Regions from separate parts of the Gossypium hirsutum genome. Here regions 1 and 3 are each linked to region 2. Evidence: chromatin contacts called from public Hi-C data. All regions are on one chromosome and are shown on one strand. The core of a region is the stretch at or near the end of the contact, and the rest is flanking DNA. Distances in the headings are between cores, read along the strand shown. Region 1 holds the start of LOC107955312 (peroxisome biogenesis protein 16). Region 2 holds the start of LOC107952909 (spastin). Region 3 holds the start of LOC107955326 (peroxisomal membrane protein 11C).

Region 1 (3,488 bases), core at 952-3,451, 600 kb before region 2:
TGTTTTGTAACAAACCAGCTCCATGGTGATGACCTCCAGGCCTAGGGAAACCTCCGATTCTATGTTGTGAACCTGTATAATCTGAACTTTTTTCAACATTTGGAGTCTCTCCTCCATGAAGAAGCATTTTATATCCACTGTTCCGAAATAAAGCTAATCTAACTATCACCCTACATCAAATACAAAATAATCAGGCAAAGGCATAATGCCAAAAAAATTAGGAGGAAAAGCCTAGGTGTTTAAAGCGTCACACATTATATAATGAAGCTTTCTTACTTGATAGCTTCTGTAACAGCAATGAAATTCCATTTCTTATCACCATAGTATTGCTCAGCAACAACTTCGACCAAAGTTTCCAAGTCCTTTAGTGCAGATATGCACAACCCATAAGGGAATGATGAAGGATCAGCAGAGCCAGGATGCCTCTCACGAGGAGTAGTATCAATTATATGCTCATTGACGGCAGTGACTATGCCCAAAATTGCAGTTACTGCATAAATTTACCAAATAGTTCAATAAAAAAAAAAAGAACTCAGTCTATGAAAAGATGACACAACTTAAGTTGGGAAATATCTTGATCTTCTTCACACTGACATTACAAACCAGGGGACTTAAGAAGGGGAGAGGGAGCGGGGGCACTACATTTAGCTAGAACCTAAAAGGAAGTAATTAAACACCCCATTTAAAACGTTAACTCATTTCTTTCTCAACAGCAACCAATTAGATGATTACTTTGAATCAAGTGGGGGTTGGGGGTGGGGAAATCTTATCAGTTTCTACTTTCTAAGCTATAAAGAAACAGCCAATGTTACCAAAGTTTCACAAAACCTGCTTCTGGCCCTATCTCTGAAGTGGAGAACCGTTCGGGAAGAAGCCACGTCAATCCCTGCACAACCATTTTCAATAACAGCATAAGATAGCAACACTCAAATTTCACAACACAGTGAAAAATCATTCACAAAATGTTGCCCACATTCCCAAGCATGCACACAAATAATCCAAATAACCAAACTATAGATCATAGTCCATAGATACAAAAAGAAAACATAAGTCGGGAATTGGGGTATATATTATCCACAGTAAAGAATAAAAAAGAATCTAGTCGGAGCAGCTAACTGGAAACTCTAAAATTTCACTCTTCCGGATATAATAACTTTCCATTTTTGTTCTTCAACTGAATGTGTTTTCAGATCCAACATCTGAAAAACAAACACATGTAAAAGGCAATTTTTTTTTCTTTCATTTCATTTTAAATTGCAAATGGATTTCCTTCACTTTTAAGGAAAGATGGAAGAGGCAGTAGACAGAAATTATATCAGCATAAGTGAAACCCAGAAAGTCACCCACTCTAAATCAATCAAACAAGAAATAAGCTTTGGAGAAAAACAGTTTAAAGCACTTATATTTGGATGTATGAGCATATATGATAAATTCAATGCACCTTAACATTATATATATAAGTCATTTACCAAGAACCATATAAAAGCTATTAAAATTAACCTTCCGAAGCAAGGAAAAAAAAAGTTGACATTATGTAATTATAGAAAGGGGGGGAAAGAAGATAAAAGCTTACATTGGCAAGAGACTCCAAAGAGTGTACGTAGTCTTTGTTCCTCCTAACCCATGTCTTATAAGCCTCCATTGATTCGCACAAACTTTATCAGTTAATAAAAAAAAATCCAATTCAAAAGTTTCGAAACCCTAGCTCGCGGAACCACTCTCAAGCCAATTCATGCTCAATCTTATCAAAATTTTGGAAATTAGGAAGAAACCCAGATTCGCAAATACCCAATCAATAAACCTTTTTTTTTTTCAATTCAACCGTTGACTCAATTCCGCAGAGGAAAATGGAAGAATGTTGAGGATAAGTTGGAGATGGGGAAAGTGCGAGGGCTACGAGGTGTGCCTCTTTGTTACTAAAATTGGGTGCTGAGCCTCGAGAGTTAATGATTGGATTTTGTTGGATCACTGAATTCGGTTTCGAAATGATGTGGGAGACCACGAGCTTTAGCGGTAGACCATTGAGGTAATGAAAAAACAGAGGATCATAAAAAGGAGAAACTCAGAAAAGACAGAAAGAGGGAGATGACAGGATATCGGTTTTGTGTGCACCCGAACGAGTTATTGACTTTCACAAAGTCATGAATCTCGTTAATGTCCAAAATATATACACATTAAAGAGAACATTGCCATCATCGTAATACCATTAATTAGGCGATTGCCCATCTTATTTATATCTATTATTTTCTTTATCACAATATTATTTAAGATATTATAAATTTTGATATAATACGAAAATATTTGGTAGTACATAATTTTAAAAAAATTGTCAATTTTTAAAATATTTAATATTTTAATATATCTTATAAAATATTTATTAACCCATTAACCTCACTTGTAAAATCTAATAATTTCAATGGCAGATTATAATACATTTATAATAATTCTATGCTTTGTTATTTTATATGGTATATTTTATCATATAATTGTGAATAAAATAATAGTGAATTACACCACTAGTCATTAAGCTATATGTAAATTTTTGTTTTGGCTACTTAACTAAAAAAAATTATAATTTGATCATTAAACTATTAAAATTTTTTTTATTTAAGTCATTGTACCGTTAAAATCGATGCAATATGACTTTTTCTATTTGCATTGCTTGCATCAATCAAAAGTTCTCTTCTCCCTCCACTTTTATAGTCCAATTTTATTTTCATGAAACGGTATTAGACATCGTAAATTTGATAATTAAAATTCAAATAGCTTTTTTTTACAATCTTCGACATTGACCTTCAAATCGACTTGGATTTAAAAATTATTTTTCTCCTCGCCGATGACTATTGATCCATTGTACCAATCGTCAAATCGTTCTAGAATTCACTGACGAAATTAAAAAAAAATGTAATAATCCAGTGACTTAAATAAAAAATTTTAAATAGCTCGACAACTTAAATAAAAACTTTTAAATAATTTAATGACTAAATTATAAATTATAATTTTTATTGTTTATTTATTTATTTGCTAAGCATAAATCAAAGACTTTTATTGATGGAGTCAGATTAACAAAATGCTCACATAGTTGGTAGAAAACAACACAAAATAACAGCAAAGAGAACCTTTACAAAACCCATAACAACAATCACCAAAACTAAAGCAGAAAATAAAAAATATACTAAATCCAAGCTTTAAACATCACAGCACTGTCGATTCTTGTAGAACCATGCGCCATCGCTGCTGTTAATAGACCCACACGAGCTGCCTTCCCTTCCCAATGGCCCAAGCCAGGTGATATAATAATCGAAACTGGAACCTTGGAACATCAAGGTGACCCCAAATATGTTCCAACATGATAACATAACAAAGATGCGTACTACCACCACGCATTAAACAACATAGACCTATCGACCCCATCTTTGGCAATAGAGTCAGCCATTGAGTTACGATCCCTGTTTACATGTTGAAAGTAAACACACCCAATTTTCGAA
Region 2 (3,871 bases), core at 427-2,926:
ACTGCTTTGGCAAGCATGGTCTTCCCATTACCAGGTGGACCAAAAAGAAGCAGACCTAGAAACCAAAATGCAGCAGTAATGTTCATTAAAACAATTCCTCAAGCATGGAAAACTTATCTTCATGAATATGGTCTAGTAAGATTCAACCTCTAGCTGGCCTTCTAAGTCCAGTGAACAAGTCCCGCCTTCTAGTTGGCAGAATAACCATTTCCATTAGTGCTTGCTTAGCCTTTTCTAGGCCAGCTGCAAACAACTAGGAGAAGTAAGTTCATAACTTCAATGCAAGAAAGAAAGAAAAAGGTAAGCATTAGAAAGCAAAACCACCAAGGGAAAAACATATGCAGTATCTTACCAACATCATCCCATTTAACAGCAGGGCTTCTATCAACTATTGCTGTATTGATCATTTCAACCAACTTCGACTCATAACCATTACCAGATTCTTGAGAAAATTTCGAACTCCCAACTTTATCAACCTGATTTCTCACCACCGGGTTACGAGGAGACTTTTGTAACACATCTCTCCTAGAATTTGATGCTCTTGGTGAAACTGCAGCAGTTTGTGCATGAGTTAAGGTGTTCTGCAAATATGTATAACATTATATAATAAAAGAATGGGAACACTGTAAGACAATAATCAATCTCAGTAACTAACAACCGCATAACGCAGTTGCCATCTAATAAACATGGTTAAGTTTACATTTAACTAACATAAGACTGAGAAAGCCATACCTTGTTCGCGGATGTGCTACCTAAAGAAGATAGAAAAATAATAATAAACGAAATGAGTATGTATTTTAATTATTGTAAAATCACTTAACATGATAAATATTCAGAACACTACTAATAACCTGATCGGCGACTTAAAACCTGTAGTCTCTCAGATACTTGACCTTGCCATTTCGATATCTTTTGCCTATACGATTTCACCTTTTCTTGTTCACTATCACAAAATATGAGGAGTCAAATTTATAATCCATCAACACCAAATGATCAGGCAATTAGCAAAAGCAAAATGCAAAGATAATTGTTGAAATACCTAGAGCCGATATATGAAGGTGTGGCAGTGGAGCTAGCCTCGATCAGAATTCGCTGTGCATTTTTATAGTGAATCAGGGCGTCGTCTACTAAACCCCATTCTTCCGCTCGAACTGCTTTGTCGATCTCTCCTTTGGCCAAATCGAAGTATCCTTTGAGCTTATACGCGGTGCGTTCGTTTCCAGCTATTCCCTCCATGTTCTGACACGTGGAAGAACTAGGGTTTTGCGTTGATTCATATGGCGTGCTATCGGTTGAGATGATTGAGCTTAGAGAGTCGATTATGTCTTTGATGAAACTCATATCTACAAAAACAGAAAGAAAAAGAAGAAATAGATCAATCCTCGAAGAAAGCAATCAAGATATTTTAAAGATGAAGAGCAATTTGGCTAACCATTTATGATAAAATGGGGGAATTTCCCGAGTAAAAAAGTTCATCGCTTAGATCAAATTTTAGGGGAAAAAAAAAGGAAGCAATCGTTTTCAAAAGAAAAGGAAATTTCCGAAATTAGTTGGCGAGAACGAGAGAGGGGGAAAACAGAAAAGAGAAACCAGTTGCGTTCTTCTGATGGTTCTCCCTCCGGAAACTTTCAATTCCGTCGGATAGATAGCCTGCAGTGAGAGAAAGAAGATGGGCATTTTACACTTTGAGCCCAACAGGCGACGTCGTTTCACTGTTGATCTTAAAGATGGGTCTTAAAAACCCAATCCAATTTGTACACTTCTCGGCTCACTTTAAATAAAATGACGGACCTTAAAGATGCAGACGGTCTGTCTAGACTTGACCGGGCTTAAGGCAGCCTTTAACTCTGACACACTTCAACGTTTAAATGGGCTAAAAATTTATTATAATTTCATTAAAACTAATAGAAAGCATTTCCATACTGGAGGTCACGTAATTATTTTTTACAACTCTAAAAGGGACAACACCAATTTTTCTTTTTTGTGCCACATATTAATGAGGAAAAAAAACTTATAAAATAGATTTTTATATAGACCTAAAGTCTCACTTCCTTTTTTTCTTTAAGCAATATAGGATATGAGATATATGTATATATAAAATTATGAATAGGTTTGCAGTTTATTCCTAGACAATGTAGGATTGCTTCCTCTTTTAACTAATAACATAAAATTAAAGGTTACACTATATTTTATAATTTTTTTACTTATAAAGTTTAAAAATTTTATTGATGTAACAAATATTTTCCTTCTATGTTTTAGTTTCCTTTTAGAAAACTTTTACATGTTGATAGTTGTATTTATATTTTGCATAATTTATTATTATGATTTATTGTGAATAAAGTTTATTTAAAGTGATGTGTTGAAAATCATTACAATTTTATTCATAATGTCAATTCATAATATTATTTTTTATTCGTTTAGAGTATTACAAATTTTTATATATTCTATACATTAATAATTCATTTATATAGATATGAACACATGCATTAATATTGTATTCACATCATTTTATTGTTTAATAATTTGATATAGAAATTTAGTTTTAACATTAAATTTATTTTATTAAAATACGTTATATAAATATAATTAATATAGTGTTATATACAAAACTTTAATCTAATATTTTGGGGACCGTTGAGTCATATTTTGTTTAAAGATATGTGTATATAGTACTATATACTATGTGATCCTTTTGGTAGTTGCAATATCTTGGAAAAAGAGTTAATAGTATTAGTGACTTGTTTCTTTCACTCTTATTAGTGTGCGTTTTAATATTATAACACTTTCATGTTGATGTATGGATTTAGATTTGTAATGTAATCACATGCATATGATAATAATCGCATGAATGTTATATTGACGTTTCAAGATCGTTTTAATTTGATACAAATTGGTGAGTCATTTCATTTAGATTTTCAAGTATAACTTGATTGTAGATGTATGTATGTATTTATGTATGTATGTATGTATGTATGTTCTGCACACAAAAAATTAAAATGAGGTGATACTCCCTCCTATGCTGATCAAAAAGTGTCTGGAACTTACAGATACAAAGAATCGATTGAGTATTAGTAAGTTTCCCTCCCCCCAACTTTTGTGTGTATATATATTCGTCATTTTGAGTTATATATATATATTCTTTTAAATTTGTAAAATATTGCTGTTGTTTTTGCTTAATATCTGTAGGCTATGTATGAAAATTTTCTGACATCTATTATTTGTTTTGTTTTATATCCCTCCTTCAATTCATTTACCTTGTTTTGTTTACATATGATTATATGCTTTTCACTATTTGCTATGTCCTTTTGCTGGAAAAAAATATTAGGACTTGTTTGTCATATTAGCAAAACTGAGTTATTATTTTATGTTCTTATTGAATCACTAGTTATACATATGTTTATATCCCATATTGTTTAAGAACAAGTTACAAACTTATTCATGAATTTATATAAACATATATCTCATCTCACATTGCTTAAGAAAACAAGAAAAATGAGACTTTGAGTCTATATAAAGACATGTTTTATAAGTTTTATTTCTATATTAATAGGTGGCACAAAAAAAATGGTGTTGCCACTTTTAGTGCTGATGTGGCGAAAAGTGCTTCTAGTTTTAAGTGTTTTTCTGTCAATATGCTGAAAACGTGTCTAGCTGGAAGTATTTTTTATGAGATTTCTCTAGATGGAAGCGTTTTATCAAAATCGGCCCATTCTCGTAAATTTTCAACAATTTGGTTTATTTTCGTAATTTTTTTTAAAAATGGCTTTTTTTTGGTAATTTACTTTTGTCCTACATTTTTTTAGATCTCTTTGACCCTTAAGTTTTAAATTTTAGTCAATTTACTTTCTTTTATATGAAAAAATTAATTGGA
Region 3 (3,674 bases), core at 801-3,300, 890 kb before region 2:
CTGTTCTGCCAAGCCAGACAATTTGATCGAGAAACAAGAAAGTTGACAACAGCGCATTTTTGGACTGAAACAAGCATTGCATTAACCCAAAAGCAGCATTAATTAAGTTGAGAGGTACAGAAAATTGGAAGTTTATCACACCTTTCCCAGCAGAGCTAGTGGAAGGGGAGTTCCTCGAGGAACTGGGCTAATAAGACCATGCAAGTCATTGACAAACTGCAAATTCACAATTAAAAACAATAATCAAGCTACAATAATAATAAATAGTGTAAGAATTTAAGTTTGATACCAGATGCATTTTGTAGTAAAAAGTATTAATTTTATATGTTATGAGAAGTGTTCATTCAACCAAGCGTTAACTACTAAGTTGGAGTACTACTTTCACCCAAAAAACAAAAAGGAAAAGATTATCAAATAAATACCCTTGTACAACATGCACCAACTTGTCATTTTTAGTATTAGGCATAGTGAGAGAACCTTAAAAAGACGGAAAACTTTCCGAGCCAAGCTGGTTGACTTGTCAACATTTTGGGCTGTGCCAGGTTGCCCATTACTTAAGAATTTCGAACCATATTGTATAGCCCTGCATATCTTATCCCTTGCTTCAGCCTTATTCAAATACAAAACTATAAGAGCAAGTTCTGCTCTAGTTGCATCCAGCGTACTCATCTTTTATCTAAAAGACACCTGAAAAAGTCACAATAATTACATTTTCACATGAGCTTACACAGATCGAATGTAAAGAGCTAGTCGCAGACAACATTATCAGCCAGTTTAAGCAAGCCACTAATAACGAAGAGGAGCTTTTACTTTCAATGAAAGACAAAAGTACACGTCAAAAACTCGAACCCATCATTCTTTTGTGTGTGTGTAAACCTCATCATTACCAAGTATGTTGTTGCTTAAACAATCAAGGTCTAAGCAAATGGCTTAATCATCCTATAAACAATTCGCAATCCCTAAATAGAATGCAGGCTCTAACAGCTTAAAGCCATGAACTCAAAACAGAATATCCAAAAGCAAATTACCATTTGGTTTGATATCATTCAGTGAACACCATCAAATATAAAGCACTACAAAGCATCAATTTCTTCTAACAATTTGGCTGTGCTGTCTGATGTTTATTTGCTTGCAAAAGATGATATAAGGAAGCTTTTAGCTTTGAATCTTTAACAAATAATATGCAAACACACACAGACACATAATCAGCTGAGTCTAGTACCTAAGGTTTAGCTTAGTTTTAGAATTCTCTCATAAAATACTCACAAAAACGACAACCCAATTGCCCACTTCCCTGTCAACCAAGCAGATCATATCACCAAGACCAAGGGGAAAGTAGAAAAAAAGAAAAGAAGAAGAAATTCACAAATGAATCCAAATCACCCATATTGAAAACCCCTGAAGAAACCAACAAATCAAACAAGATAACAATAACCATAGAAAATGGAAACAAACATTTCTTACAAGTAGTAACTAAAAGCATAAGAATAGTAGCAGAAGATAAAGGCATCTCAAAAACACACATGAATGAACCAAACAACAAGGTTTTGGTGAATTATAGTACAAGTACCAGACACAAGGAAAAGAGAGAATGGTAGCGAAGGAAGTGGCGGATTTTGGCCTCGAAATCCACGAACTTTTTACCTTTCCTTTAAAAGGGAAGGGAGGTCTCAGTCTCTCTCACTCTTGGTGTCCTTTTTTAGTGTTCTCTATCTCTATGATAGAGGCATGTTTGGTCCAATCTTTCCCAAACCAAACCCCCGCTTTCTTCATTCCAATGTTTTGAGTTATGAACCGTTGGATTATGATCCTTGAAGACCCCATTGAATTTACGGCAAACACTGGTAATCACGCAATTCAAGAAATACGGCCTTATCCACATTCTTAGATTGTTGACTTTGGAGTTTGTTCTAAGAGAAGGAAAGGGTCCAATCCCATTGCCAATTCCTCAGCTGCACAACTTGTTCCCTTTTTTTTCTTGTTCTTTTTATAACCATATTCCAATTCAAGTCCCAATCTAACAAAATTTCTTGATTCAACAATTTTTTTCCGAAGCATTATAATGAGGATTTCTTGAATATAAACCAAATTCTCTTCGATTGATTTTTGTTGAGTATTTATGTATCCTTTACGACGATGGAGCTACGCATTTATATAATATAATTATTATTCCTTGATGTAATTTTTAAGTAAGCTTTATGTTTGTCAACATGTATTTCACTCTAGATTTAATATATGGTTATACGGTCTCATGTGTAATTTCACAGCTGAGTGTAAATGTCCCTTTTATGAACGCTCAATATCATTCGTGCTCGATATACGAACCACATAAAGTCCAACTTAGATCCATTCCGATTATGGGTCAATAATAGTAAATATCATAACAATTTTTTATCCAAATGTCATTTAAACTTGATCTCAAATGGTTGAGGATTGCATTAAGTGTTGAGGTAACTTGTTCTTATAGCCTATTTGAAAATCAATATTTGAGGAAAACTAAGCTCAATTTCATAATAGATAAATTTTAAATTTTAAAAGTTAATTTAAAATTTAGAATTTTCAAAAATCAATATTCATAAAAAAAAAGACAAGCAAATTTTCTCTCTCTTAATTTATTTTAGTTCCAATGTGTTTCAAAGTATCATTTTAAGTTTATTGATGTTTGTAAATATTTATATATATATATATACTTATAATTTAATTTTTAGTTTTTCAATAAATTTTATATTATATATCCCTGCAATGCTATAAATATAAATATAAAATTTAAATTTAAATTTAAATTTATTAATTAATTTCAGTAACTTAATTTAATTATTGTAATTATAAAGGAAAATAAGAGTTAAATTTAAAATAACAAAATGTTGTAGTGGGGTAGTAACCTATGAATACAATGCTCCTCAATGGTTGCTATTATGAGCATTAGCTTGTAGTTTTGGAGTTCCCAAAACCCATCTAATTAGCTTCTTCTTTCATTACTAGAACAACTAAAATAGTTACTGCATTTTAATCTATTTTAATGTTACTGGTTTAAATATGTTAAACCTGTTTCTATTCTTTCAAATTTTAAAATTTAATTCCTATATTTTAATTAAAATTTAATAAGTCTATGTATTTTTTTTTTAAATCTTGGTCTCTCTTTAAATTTTGTTATTAAAATTAATAATGTCAAAAGTAAAATAAATTTTTTAACCCTCAATATTTAATTTTTTTCATATTAAAAAAAACATAAAAAATTAAAAACATAATTTTTAAAAAAAATTAAAAACTTATGAAAAATAAAAACTCTTTGAAATTAAAAAAAATACAAAATACAAATGATTATAAAAATATAAAGAAAAATTCTAAAATTCAGTCTTATCTAAATGGACCACACCGACTAGTCAAATCAAGAAACGATTGAGGTATCGATTCAATGCAAGTTACAAAAGCGGCTAACGCGAACTAGTACAGACTGGTTAAATTGAGCTAAAAATCGATTGAACCAATTTGAAATTGGTCAAACCAATTGGTTCCCAAAACAACCGGTTCAAAGTAAATAAATTATTAAAAATATTTGCAAAATTATAAAAATCGGTTCACTTGCTTGCTCAATTGGTTTTTTTACTCAATCTATATCAATTTATTACCTTTCACTAGACCATATCTCAATTGATTTTTTAGCCGATCGGCTC

The links. A called contact is a pair of places that touch in the nucleus more often than the background predicts.
Region 1: a contact with region 2 is called in a Hi-C map of leaf, with 1.9 times the contacts expected there. The contact joins the promoter of LOC107955312 here to the promoter of LOC107952909 in region 2. A contact is called at or near these places in 2 of 34 Hi-C or Micro-C datasets (both in leaf).
Region 3: a Hi-C map of leaf shows a contact between it and region 2, with 2.4 times the contacts expected there. The contact joins the promoter of LOC107955326 here to the promoter of LOC107952909 in region 2. A contact is called at or near these places in 3 of 34 Hi-C or Micro-C datasets (all in leaf).

Annotation. Positions count from the first base shown.
Region 1 is chrA07:34,376,698-34,380,185 of Gossypium_hirsutum_v2.1, forward strand. It overlaps LOC107955312 (peroxisome biogenesis protein 16), which reads right to left and starts at 2,202. Exons shown (of 8, transcript XM_016891048.2): 1 at 1,574-2,202; 2 at 829-886; 3 at 277-490; 4 at 1-170. The coding sequence starts at 1,642.
Region 2 is chrA07:34,976,392-34,980,262 of Gossypium_hirsutum_v2.1, forward strand. LOC107952909 (spastin) reads right to left here and starts at 1,677. Exons shown (of 14, transcript XM_016888114.2): 1 at 1,433-1,677; 2 at 1,040-1,343; 3 at 852-943; 4 at 733-752; 5 at 353-581; 6 at 148-243; 7 at 1-55. The coding sequence starts at 1,341.
Region 3 is chrA07:34,089,099-34,092,772 of Gossypium_hirsutum_v2.1, forward strand. It overlaps LOC107955326 (peroxisomal membrane protein 11C), which reads right to left and starts at 2,051. Exons shown (of 8, transcript XM_016891069.2): 1 at 1,645-2,051; 2 at 478-687; 3 at 142-216; 4 at 1-64. The coding sequence starts at 669.